Linked DNA regions of Canis lupus: region 1 is linked to region 2. A link is a contact called in public Hi-C data. All regions are on one chromosome and are shown on one strand. Each heading gives the region's core, a stretch centred on a gene start, on an enhancer-like site or on the middle of the called end of the contact. The rest is flanking DNA. Distances are from core to core; before and after follow the strand shown.

Region 1 (6,436 bases), core at 2,776-5,275, 260 kb after region 2:
TTGACAAAAATATGGAATGATATGGAAATTCAAATACTGTTGGTGGTAACGCAAATTGGCACAACCACCTTGAAAACAATTTGCCATCATCTGAAGTTGGGAGTCTACACAGTCTATATCTATTTTGCTCCCTTGTATAACCCAGGGAAACGTGTGCATGTGCATCGAGGTACATGCACACAAGTCTTCTTAGCAGTATTGCTCATAATGGTTAAAAATGGAAAAACCCCAAATGTCTATCAAAGTAGGATGGTCTGCTGCGACGAAATACGATGAAATACCAGAGTACCATTTTCCTTGAGAACAATGAACTGTGTATCGCTGCACTCAATAACTTTGGTGAATCTATCTCGAACATGACATTGTCTCTGCCAAGATGAAAACATTAATATTCCTTTCGAAAACTGGTTTAGATTCTATTTAGGGGTCAATCTTAATGATTAATTTGATGGTATTGCTCTGTTGTGAATGTTAGAGATGGATGGAAAAAAGGGCTGGATTGGAAAAATAATTTCAGCTGTTGTTGACAACTATCGTGCTGTTAAGATGGGGTCGTGAGACTAATTTGGGGCCTCACTAGTACTTCTCACGGTCTTACATTCAAACAGTTTCCATGTGAGGTGAGGCAGACTGTGTTTTCCCAAAATGGCTAGAACAATATTTCCCAACCCTTGTGTTCTTCCCGAATCCTGCCCCTCCTTCATCCCCTGTCTTTGAAGGGGGGCAGATCTTGGCACGCAGCAGAAGAAACTTCTGAGCTTTGGTGCTAAAAGTCGGTACGGTTTCCACCGGACTCTCTCACTTGGGGTTTCACCTATGGAACTCAGACACCACGCAGTGACAAATTTGGGCCACATGGTGAAGACTCAGAGCCCCTGGCCCTAACCCTTGGCTGAGCTCCCAGCTCGGCCCACACCAACTTGCCAGCCATGGGAAAGAGCCGTCTGGGAAATGGACCCTCTGGCCCCCAGTCGAACTGTTCTAGATTATAAGACGCTGAACAGACATCAGCCTTCCCTGCAGAGGTTTGTTCAATGCAAACTTTGGAAAACAAATAAATCATTGTTGTTGTCTGAAGCCACTACATTTTGGGGTTGTTTGTGACGTAACAATAATAACCAGATCATCAGGTGAAGGGGCAGCTGGCTGGCTCTGTCAGTTAGCTCCATGGTCCTGGGAGCTACGGGCTCCGCCAAATCCCCTTCTTTGCCCGCTCGTCTTCCTTCCTTCCTTCTCTTGTTAATGTTTGCTGTAGGAATTAAACTGGACCTGATGAAAAATGCTCAGAAAAAAATGTCAGAAATACTTAGGCTGTCTCCAAATGCAGGAAAGAGAATTCTAGCTTAGAAAAAGCAACTTGTTTCAGACTTGCTTGATGCTTCGTAGGATGTTATCAAATCACGAAGGATATTTTCTCTTTCTTCCTTTGTGTGTCCAAGGGTTCGTTTTTGAAGATACAGTGGTCCACAACTTCTCACTAAGAGGCTCCGGAGATAATGAACATTCTCGAAAGGTGTTTTCCATGACGAAAAAGGGAGGTGGGCAGACCAGATTGCAGGCATGGGGGCTGTTGATCCTCTCCTGTATAAAATACCATATCTAAAATGTTATTTTGACTATTGCAACATGCAGGGATCTACAAGGACTTGCCCAATAGTCCCTTGGGGGTTCTGCTTTGATCTGGGGCACTAGCAGAAAGATTGAGTGACCACACTTAGAAGTATGACATTGCCAGGGCGCCTGAGATGGCCCAGCCAGTTCAGCATCAGATTCTTGATTTCAGCTCAGGTCATGATCAAGGGTCATGAGATCAAGCCCTGCATGGGCTTCGTCCTGGGCATGAAGTCTGCTTGGGATTCTCTCTCTCTCTTCCTCTCCCTCTGCCCTCCCCCACACAGCTTCCCTCTAAAAAACAAAACCAAAAAAACAAAGGAAAAGGGAAGGGAAGGAAAGGGAAGGGAAGGGAAGGGAAGGGAAGGGAAGGGAAGGGAAGGGAAGGGAAGAGAAGGGGAGGGGAGGGGAGGAGGGATCAATAGCTTCCAAATACAGAGCATACAAACCAACATACCAAAACACTCCCGTCCACGCCCCCCCCCCCCCCCCCACCTCCCCTTCATCCACGACCTCCCCTCCCCTCCCTCCTCCCCTCCCTCCCTCCCCTCCACTCCCCTCCCCGTCCCTCCCTCCCCTCCCCTCCCCTCACCGAAAAGAAAAGAAAAGAAAAGAAAAGAAAAGAAAGAAAATGAGGTTGCCTTCAGCCTTCAAGGGCTTGGTAAGTCTTCCATTGCCTTTTATTTTTCACCTTGTCCCGTCGAATCAGTGCAACACAGATCAAGGCCTGGATAAATATTTGTGAATTGTTTGAACTTTGTTCTGTGCCCCTAAATACTCTTAGGAAATCACTTTTGGAGTTTGAAGATCCCCTCCCCAGAACCAGGTTGATTCAGGGCCAATTGCGGTGAGAACACTAGAGGTGTAAGGGTATTTGAAAGTCTGCAGGATCTTTTGGAAAATGATTATTACTGTGTGAGTGGCTACAAATAAACTTATACCCAAAGTAATTCTTTTGGAGCATTTTGACCCAAAGAATGATTTTTTGACGATGAGTGTTCAAGAATACTTAGCAGCCAGCTACCAAATAATCTGCCCTTGCTGGGTTTCACATCTCCACTAATTTCTAATTTGCCTCTCATACCCCACAGACCTCGCCATATGTTCTCTCTCCCTCTCCTTCCCCATCTCTTCTGTCTCTTTGCCCCTCTCCCTGTCCCTCTCTCCCTGTCCCTCTCTCCCTGTCTCTCTCCTCTTCTCCTCCTCTCTCTCCCTCTCACCTCTCTCCTCCTCTTTTTCCTTCTCCTTCTCTGTCTCTCCTTCTCCCTCTCCATCTCTGTCTCTCTCTGTCTCTGTCTCTGTCTCTGGGTCTCTTTCTCCCAGCCCCACACCAGCGTTCCTCTGGGAGGGACCAGAGTGAGGAAGTGAATTTCTCTGAGGTCAGTCCCCCGTGTAATCCTGAAAGGGGTATGTGGGCAGGGGTCCGGGCCAGCTGGGCGGCATGCTAGCCACCCTAGAGATCCCCAGGAACATCAGTCTTGTAATGTATGTGCTTATGGGCCCCAAGGTGAGGCGAGTCCTCCATGGAGAGAGAAGATAGAAGCTTCCAGGCAGACACGGCATCTCTCTGGTGACACATCCTCGGGGGCCCTGTGGCAATCTCATGATTATACTGTTGAATTTGGGTTTGATTGGGCGAGTCACTTGATCTCTGCTTCCTCTACTTCCTCAGCCATAAAATGGGCCCACCGCTTCCTAGGTCGACAGCAGGGGACCCTGTAAAAATGAGCAAAGATTGATGTTCACAACCAGGAGAGCGAAAGCTCCAAAGCTCGGTCCTACTGCTTCCCGTTAGTTGACTTGAGGCGCTGGGGGTCTCTCTCCCTCTCAGTTTCCTCTCTGAAAACTAACGATAATGATAGGAAGCATCCCTCAGGGCTGTTCGGAGGATGAAAGGAGATGATACTGTGCATGAAGTAGAGTATCCGATACCTTTGCTTGCTTTGCCTGCCTGTAGCCCACTTGATCGTCTAACATGTGTCACCAGTCTGTGACCAGAAGGCCGGAATCCTGGGAGAAACCTAGCCCGAAAGGGGAAGGCTCTCGTTTTACAGACAAGAAAGGGGAAACCAGTGAGGCTGGCTGACCGGCCCAGGGCTAGCCGGTGCACGAGGGAGAAAGCAAGAGTTAAGGGCTCAGGTCTCCTAACTGTTGGGTCGGGGCCACTCTCCAATTTTCCCTCCTTCGAAGGCTGATCTTTCTAGCCCCAGAGGCCCCTTTCTCGGTCTTTAACCCCAAGGCTGCTTCATACCATGAACCAGCACAGTCCCTGGGGCTCCTACATTGAGCGCATGAAGCCTGAAGATGCCCTCCTCTCGGGAGAGGCCTCCCCAGCACCCTGCAGAAGGCCAGGAAGGGGGGAAAGGCTCTCTCCTGAGGAAGGGACCCCAGGGAAGCCTCCCAAGGGCCAGCAGGTGAGGGGGGAGGCGGGAGAGAGCTGCCCAGGCGGCCTAGGGTTGCCCTAGTAACCATGTGGGCCCCATTCAGGAACTGATCCCAACTCCTAGATGCAAAAGGGTCGCCTTCCCCAGCCACGGGGATGGAGGGAAGACCGGGAGTAAGGTGGGGGCCGGTGCTGCCAGTTCCAACCTTCCACCTTCCGTGGAAGAAAAAAGAAAGAAAGAGAATAGCTCTTTGAATCTTCTGGCCTGAGTGAACCGTAAAAACCACCCATTTAATATGAAGCCTTTTGTGGCACCAGAGGGAAGCAGGCCCCCCTCTGTTACCAGCCCTATGAAACAATATGCCAGAAGGGGGGGGTGGGGTGGGGGGACAAATCCCAAACCCTGCCACTTTCTGGGGGCTCTAAACTCTTCTTGCTCCTGTTCCTTTATTCAGGCTGATGACAAAGACCATTTGCTACCAATTTATTGGAAACTTTTTTTTTTTCACAGCTTGAGCTGCTTAAATGCGGGGCGCTCCTTCTCCCCAAATCGCTGTCAGACACTTGCTGAATGGGCCAGGCTCAATTATGCTCCCTCCACAGGTTCAGCTCACACTGTGACCCTGCATGGCTTCCTGCTATTCATATGTGTTACTTCCCCTTTGTGGTAATGGCTTGTGGCACTTGGCCAGAAAACATTATTAATTTCAGAAGTGGACTGACAAACAACAAACCCACAGTGAAGCGAGAGGAAGTGCTGGGGAGGCCAGCTGTCGGCTGGAGCGGAGCAGTAGGAACCCAACGTATGCAGGTTCCAGGAGGAAAGGAGATGATAATCCACAAAGAGGAAATGCACTAAAATTATCCACAGCCCATCGTAAAGAAAAAAGAGAGAGAGAGAAAAGAAAGAAAGAGAAAAGAAATCAGAGAAAAGAAAGGGGGGGGGGAGCACGCAGCTACTTGAGCTGCAGCTGGACAGGAAATTGCTAACGCTGCTTGCAAATCCCTACTTTGAACAGGCAGTTTAGGGAATGCCAGGAGCGGAAACCGTTCAGAACTGGATTAACACGAGCCAAGTTGAACTGCAACCCACTTCTCCTTTCTAAGCTCTGGCTGACTTGGGGCACCCAAATGGGAACGACTGAGCTGGTATTTTTCTGCACTGTTTGTTTGCTTTTTATACATGCTTAGTCGCTAAAAGTCAGTCTGGACAGTTTGATAGGATTGCTGTGAAATCATCAGAGCCACTTGCCTTCTATAAGGTAGATCAAGTGGGATGGACCAAACCATCCCACTAGGATCTCCCCCTGGGCCCTGTGGGTGAAGAGCTCACCTTTCTCCTCAATGCAGGTAAAGGGACTAAGTTCATTCGAAAAGAGCCCGAAATGTAGGTATGTTCTAATTCTTTTGATTTCAGACGCCTGCCCTTTATTTTGGTTTGTGTACTTTTACATTTGGGACCAGGAGAGTGGATGTCCCAGGGAAAGTGACAGGATATTAAGCCTTTACCTTAAAAGGAACTGTTCAAAATTACCTCGACCTAAGTAAGGTTCAATAGTGGTTTCTGGCCCACATACTAAACCAGTGAAGCACAAAGCACATTAGAACAGGACTGGCAAAGCTTGATCCCAAGTGCCAATGTCAAATTTTAAGGCCCACATCCAGGCTCAGTGTGAAGCTTAGCTATACCTTGCCATGTATAGGAGAGAGCCAAGGGGAGTCCTCACTCTTGGTCCATTTGTTATTCCGACGCTAGGATCATTTGCAGGTGGAATTGCCATAGGAACAAACCAGAAAGAGAATTATCCGTTTTCTCCCTGGCATGTGTATTACTGAGTAGAAGACCCTGACAGAGAAGCAGAGAGGTTAACACCATTCTTCTTCTTCTGCGGGTACCCTCCCCCCCTTTATGACAAGTCCTGAATATCCAAACCTTATTATCTCAACAAGGTGTGCTCTATGGCTTCATTTTTCATCAAGAGCATTACTATTTTCTTAAGCCAGAACTGTATCCCTAAAGTATTATCAGGACACATAATACAGTCAGTTCACTCTCTGATGTCATCTTTGCTTGAAGCAAAAGATTAATTTCATGAACTACACCTGAAAAACATTCCTGGGGCTGCTGAAACCCTGGGAACTCTGTGCCACTGTTCCTACAGTACTTTCCAAGCCACTAGCACTCCTCCCCCCAAAAAAAAAATTCCTCCGCAGTATCATTTCACATGTAGGTACAATTATGGAGAGATTTTAAAAAAGAAAAAATACATTCGATAGCCAAAATAGTTATTTATTAATAATTTAAGGTTTTACATTCTTATAATAAATTTCAGCTCAAAACTTTACACCATGAACATAATGGAGCGACCTAACTCTCCCTTTCACAATCATATGCACTTCACCTATCAGACGGGGACCCATGCTCACACACACACTTCCAGT
Region 2 (6,763 bases), core at 3,165-5,664:
CCTCCTACTATATTCTCCCTCCATCTTTTTTAAATCAGCACAGACCTAAGCAAAAGGTGCAAATGAGGGAGAGTAGACGTTATCATTCTTTTTTATTTTTATTTTAATTTTTCCATCTAGTCACCAACCCTCAAGCCAGGCATGAGGATAGTCATACTCTATAACAGAAGAAGCCTCTCAAAACCTTTGTGAGCCACCATTTGAAAAGGTCAAGTGAATTAATGGGAGCAACATTTTTTCCTTTTATCAGGTTCTAGAAAGGTTGGCCGGATGCTGATCTTGTTTCTTCCTCCTGTAACAACTGGTTATCATTAGCTTGTGATAGGACCAGATGCAAGAGGAAATATATCCAGGAAGTTGAGAATATGAGAAAGGGAAGAATGTAACATAAACCCAGAACCCAAATCTTGCCATCATGTCAGCCCTGCAACAGTTAATGCCTTGACCTGTTGCCATGGAAACAGTCGTCTGTGTCAGACTCCCAAGGGTTCGGGGCATGCAGCATATCTCACCCTGCACTTCATTCAGCTTCAATCAATTACATTTCATTCAGAAAAATCCTCATTTAGGGAGGTCAGTCCCAATCTTAAAAAGCCCAAATGTCAGATGCTCAAGATACTGAGGTGTGTTGCTATTAGCGAGAACTCACTAACCTATGCCACAATCAGCCTTATATAATCAGCGTACCATCAAAGCAAGATTAAGCTGCCCAGAAATAAAAATTTAAATATGTATTAAACTGAAAATAGGTACCACTATGCTTATTTTTTTTTTTTTTTTTTTTTTTTTTTTTTTTTTATTTTATGTTTTATGATAGTCACAGAGAGAGAGAGAGAGAGAGAGGCAGAGACACAGGCAGAGGGAGAAGCAGGCTCCATGCACTGGGAGCCCGAAGTGGGATTCGATCCCCGGTCTCCAGGATCGTGCCCTGGGCCAAAGGCAGGCGCCAAACCGCTGCGCCACCCAGGGATCCCTAGGTACCACTATGCTTATATTAATGTTATTTCCTTTAGATTTCCTTCTCTTGATATCTAGCTCAACAGGGCCTCTCTAGCTGAAAAATACTTAAAATACTTATTTACATGTTCTTTATATCAACTTTTAGAGAATAGTTGTGAAGTGACCAGACTCTAGTCCACAGATGGACTAGGTTTGGATCTCGACCTTGCCTGTTATTATATTACCTTGGTCTAAATCCCTAACTCTCTATGCCTCAGTTTTCTCATTTGTAAAATAAGGAAAATAGTAGATCCTACCTCATAGGGATCATTGTGAGAAATAAAATATTGGTGCCTGGCACATTACTAACATATATAGGTGTTTGTCACAATAAAAATCATTATTTTGCTAAAATTACTTAATGAAAGTCTTAAATGCTCAGTCTTTATTTTAATTAATTTTGAAAAATCCTGTTTGCAGTGCCTTAGGCACTGAAAAATTCTACTTTCATTATATGCAATGGCCAAATGAGTAATCAGAACATTAAAAGAAGGAAACGGTGAATTCACTTAGGAGGATTTTCTGTTTTCCTTCATTTCTTGTTTTTGGGACTCTGTGCAAAGCATGTTTCCTACATCCAATCACAGTTCAGGACAACCCCGAATGAATGAATGAATGAATGAATGACAAACAGAACAGTTTCCTGACCAACCAGCAACCAGGCCCATTCAATTCTAATCTTGGGACTGGATTGGAAATTACTTTGCAACTATTTGAATGGTGGTAAGTAGTGGGGAAGACTCTACACAGCAGTTTCCATGGAGCAGTTTGTAATTAAACAAATGTCATTAAAGACGGTCTCCTGGCCATATTTCCTCAGCTCTGCTTATCTGCAAGTCATCAGAATAAACAGGTCCAATTAAAAAAAAAACAGGGACATACTCCCCAGATCATGGATGCTGAGAAACATGTGATCTTAAAGCCCTTGGGAGAATGCTTCATAGATTCTTTGACTCATATGAAGACATATATAGTATTACAAAATGGAATGTTCGGGTTGTAAATCTTTACCAGGACATAGGGTTAGTATCATGTACACGTGTATTTAATTCCAGGGTAGGCCTGGAACTTGAATATTTCTTTCCTATGCCACCCTGTGACATAGTCCTGACTCAGTTCTACCATTTTCATCTGACCTTCTGAGAGCCTAGGGTCAGAAGGATCTGAGCAAGTGAGTTCAGCCTCCCAGTGGTTTTTCTTATAGAGAGTCGCAGGCCGCACGCAGCATGAACATTTCCAGAGGTAAATTCCAACTCCCCTTGAGACGGCTCATCCCCTCCATACACATTTATAGAGCACCGACTATGTTACATATATTGGGTTTTGTGTTAGGAATACAACATTAAATAAGATTAATTCCTTGTTTTCCAGAAGCATGTTATCTGCTGAGAAGAAAGGCATGAGAAAACACACAACGACAAAACAGCATGAGGTATTTGTAGGGAAGAAGCACAGCATGCTATGTGATTATATAATAATAATGGTTATCATAGTTCACATTTTTTTTTAATTTTTATTTATTTATGATAGTCACACAGAGAGAGCGAGAGAGGCAGAGACACAGGCAGAGGGAGAAGCAGGCTCCATGCACCGGGAGCCCGATGTGGGATTCGATCCCGGGTCTCCAGGATCGCGCCCTGGGCCAAAGGCAGGCGCTAAACCGCTGCGCCACCCAGGGATCCCGATAGTTCACATTTATTTCTCATCAAGCACTGTTCTAACGTTCTGCATGTATTAACTCTTTCATCCTCATGACAGTCTGCAGTAAGCTGAGGTGCCAAGAGGCTAAATCATATAGTCACATAGTAAGTGTTATAGCAAGTTGAGGAGAAACATGCAACCCACCCTGGGAAGATTGAGAGGAGTGCTTGGAGGAAGGAGGTGGAATATGAGATGATCCCTGAGAGATGAATATGAGTCAATCAGATTCAGGATGAGCATCCTAAGAGGATGGGGAATATATGTGGCCAGTACCACCCTTAGACCCAAAAATAGGGCCTATGCTCTGGTGCTCTCTAGCTGTGCCCCTCCACGTGGGGATGGAGTCTGTAATGCCAAGAGGTCATGCCCATTCAGAGCCCTTTCCCACTCCTTCCAGTTCAGACCATGCTCTAGAAACTAGGACCCCAGAAGTCCCTGCCCCAGTGGCTCCAGGCTCCCCAGCAGAACTTGTATGGCTTCTTCCAAACTTTCAGGGGTGGGCCAACCTGCTCATGTGCTTACTGGTAGGGAATGTCCATTTGTAGGTAGTGTGGGCACACCTGGATGTGCAGTCTGGGGTGTCCACACACCCACCTGCAAAACCCATGGTGCAGGACAGATCAAGGGGTAAAAGAGAAGATGGGGGCGGGGGGGGGGGCATTGTGTGCTGGGAACACTTCCTGTGCTGCACCATTCTGATGTAGAATGCTGAAGGGTCTGAGATTCCAAAAAAACCTCTAACTTTCCAGGTAGTTACGAAGGTATTTTTGTCAAAGGTAGAGGATAGAGGGATCCCTGACTGGCTCAATCAGAAGAGCATGTGACTCTTGATCTCAAAGTCATGAATCTGAGCCCCACATTGGGTGTAGGAATTACAAAAATAAATAGATAAACTTTTTAAAAAATAGAGGATAGAATATATTTTAAATAACATGGTGTTATCTTAGTCTATACATTTTAAGAATTCAGAAATACAGCCTTCATCCTCTGTTTGTACCCAAGCCCTGGGTCCTACAAATGTTAGAGGCAGATCCATTCTGTGTGAGGGATGAAGACGTGAGAAAACACAGCTTGCTTAGGAAGCTAAAAGTAGCTTGGCAAAGCCTGAGCCTAGATTACAAAGCAAAGGGTTCAGGAAAGCACTTGCCTGCCTCGCAATTGATCTTAATGCTGAAGGCACCAGAGACCATTAAGGATTTTGAGGTGGGGAGTAAGCCAGCTGTGGGTTTGGAGCCCTCTCATCACGTGTGGCAGTCTGCTATGTCCCCTAAAGAAGTACATGATGATTTTTCTATTCTCTCTTCTTGCCTTTGTCCCTCTCCAGAAGCAGGAAAGAAAAAGAATGGTGTTACCTGTTATAGATGTAGGAGTCCAAATGACAAAGCCTGGTGCAGTCAGAAGAGCAAACATCTGGGAGAAAAAATAGCAACCCCATATCCTTATCTGGCCTCCTCAGCTGGACAGGCCTGAAATCACAGACCCAGGGAAGCCAGGTGGCCAAGCTGAAGCCCATGAGCCCACAGACATCAAGGACACGACATCTGGGAATGGGACAAGAAAATGGGTCAGTGCTAGGTAGGCAGTCAAAGATCCAACATAGACAAGAGACACACAGAGTCCTTGGAATCCGGCTTGCTTGTCTCCAAGCCTTGGAGCTGTCCCGGGTACAGCAGAAGACTCTCAGTTACTGATTATTTCCTGAGCAGGATCAGCTGGGCCCGGTGTTCAGATCTATCTACAGGGCAGGTCTGTCATAGCATCGATCATGCATGACTGCATGTAACCATAAACCACAGACGCTGGACAAACAGAATCCACTGTTTCTGTAGGTCTCTACAGTGGATATTTATCAGATTTTATTGCGAGGAATAACCTGGCTTCCTCATGGGGAATTATCCTTCCACTACTGTCTGTGATTTGGAGAAAAAAAATCACGAACTCCAACTGAATTTCCCACCAACAGGGCCGATCTTGTGATTACCGTCCTCACTGCACTTACAGCCCTGGGGGTAGTGATGTGACCTCAGCTCAACCTATCAAACACTTGGACTTGAAACTGTGAGCCGGTGAAGTGAGAATATGAGAACAACTGGGGTGCCACTTATTGCAGCAGCCGCCTTTGGGGCACCAAGAGACACAGCTGTGATGCCAGCAACTGCTCCGAAAGAATGATCTTGGAGGGGGAAGAGGCTGCCCACACTTTTGCAAGCCCCCTGTGCACTCCCTTCATCCTGCCAAGAAGTCCCTAAGCGCACCCATCAAATCAGCTGACTTTCCTTCCGTGTCGTCAGTACATAGCTCTTGCCCGCAGACCAACAAGTCAGTCTGAAACCCTGGAATGCTGCCCTGAAGTATCTGTGAAGACACAGATTTTCACACAATCGTGGTTTGAACTGGCAAGCCAGTGGCTCCTCCATTTTTCAGCTAAGTGTGTTTGACACAACACTACATTCTGTGTCTATGCTCCCTCCCCACATCCCAGGGCGTGCTCACCGTTACAGATCCACTGGACTGTTGACTCTTCTGGGCCAGTGGTCCCCAAAGGAAGAGGAGTCATTTTTCTTTCCCTGGGGCCCTGTGATTCCTGCCACTATGGTGAAAAGTGGGGGGATGCTGACCTAAAGTCAATTTGCTGAGACCAAGGGGAACTACCCCAGTGGCTCTGCTCCTTGCACTCAGGAACACTCTTGAGCTTGAGCTGGGAGAGAAGTCAATGCGTGGTGGGGGCTGGGCTTGAGCTACTGGCTAGTGAGCACGTTTGGGCAGATAGATTGCCATTAAAAATGTCATTTTGAAAGTTAGGAAAGCATACACACATATGCAACTCAACAGATGTTCCTATCCGTCCTCCTCTTCCTTCTAGAGCACTCACAGGAAACACATGTCTGTGTTGTCCTAAGTCCAGTTACTAATTAGCACGTTTCAGTAGCACATTTCACGGAGGATAGGGAGGATTTCAAAGGGATTCCTTCCTTTTAAGTTGAGACAGCTGGTGCTAATTACCAAGCAGGAAAAGAATGTGCAAACAGAACATTGAGAAGCCCTCGGTGAAGCAGAAGGCTGAGGGGTCTTTTGGTCCTACTGTAGAACTTTCCTCCAGGGGTTGGAAGGGGCTGCAGATTACCCACCTCTTCACCTTACCCCCAGGAAGCAGCTGCCCAGTTTCATCACCCTGCAAAGAGGTGGGAAACACAGTCCAAGAACATGGGCTCAAAAGTCATCCACAGTCTTCACGTAAATTTCACAGAGATCTAGTCAGAGCTCTCCTGGTAAACCAACTTCCCCACTGTCGAAAATACACAGTGAAATAAAAGCTAAGCGTGGCCATTCCCTTTTTCAGTAACTCAGGGGATTATCGATTCCAAGTTCATCTTTGTAATCAAGTGCTATGAACTGAAAGCAATCCAGACTCTCCAGATGACGTGTGGTAGGGAAAGCAGGCCTCTTGATTCAAATTCACTCATACCTCGAATGGAAAGAGCACTACAAACACCAAGAGATCTCTGACACACACTAAGTATAAGACTTTGGGAAAGTACGACCCAACAATTGCACTGCTGGGAATTTACCCCAAAGATGCAGATGCAATGAAACGCCGGGACACCTGCACCCCGATGTTTCTAGCAGCAATGTCCACAATAGCCACACTGGAAGGAGCCTCGGTGTCCATCGAAAGATGAATGGATAAAGAAGCTGTGGTCTATGTATACAATGGAATATTCCTCAGCCATTAGAAATGACAAATATTCACCATTTGCTTCGACGTGGATGGACCTGGAGGGTATTATGCTGAGTGAAGTAAGCCAATCAGAGAAGGACAAACATATATGGTCTCATTCATTTGTGGAATATAAAAAGTAGTGAAAGGGAATAAAGGGGAAAGGAGAAAAAATGAGTGGGAAATATCAGAAAGGGAGTCAGAACATGAAGACTCCTAACTCTGGGAAACAAACTAGGGGTGGTGGAAGGGGAGGTGGGTGGGGGGTGGGGGTGACTGGTTGGCGGGCACTGAGGGGGGCACTTGACCGGATGAGCACTGGGTGTTATTCTATATGTTGGCAAA

Evidence for each region. A called contact is a pair of places that touch in the nucleus more often than the background predicts.
Region 1: a contact with region 2 is called in a Hi-C map of amygdala, with 4 times the contacts expected there. The contact joins two enhancer-like sites. A contact is called at or near these places in 4 of 9 Hi-C or Micro-C datasets (amygdala, blood and skin fibroblasts).

What each region holds. Positions count from the first base shown.
Region 1 is chr15:30,621,861-30,628,296 of UU_Cfam_GSD_1.0, forward strand. It overlaps DUSP6 (dual specificity protein phosphatase 6), which reads right to left. Exons shown (of 3, transcript XM_038558624.1): 3 at 6,264-6,436. Among named protein-coding and RNA genes, the nearest start is that of DUSP6, 7.6 kb to the right of the region's middle. Within about 2 kb of position 4,026, at least 6 of the 20 cell types and tissues checked have an H3K27ac peak or open chromatin away from gene starts, as enhancers often do.
Region 2 is chr15:30,365,492-30,372,254 of UU_Cfam_GSD_1.0, forward strand. All of the region lies in intron 1 of LOC111090025 (a long non-coding RNA gene), which reads right to left. It overlaps LOC111090026 (a long non-coding RNA gene), which reads left to right. Exons shown (of 3, transcript XR_005370456.1): 2 at 2,371-2,431; 3 at 4,025-6,357. Among named protein-coding and RNA genes, the nearest start is that of DUSP6, 260 kb to the right of the region's middle. Within about 2 kb of position 4,415, at least 2 of the 20 cell types and tissues checked have an H3K27ac peak or open chromatin away from gene starts, as enhancers often do.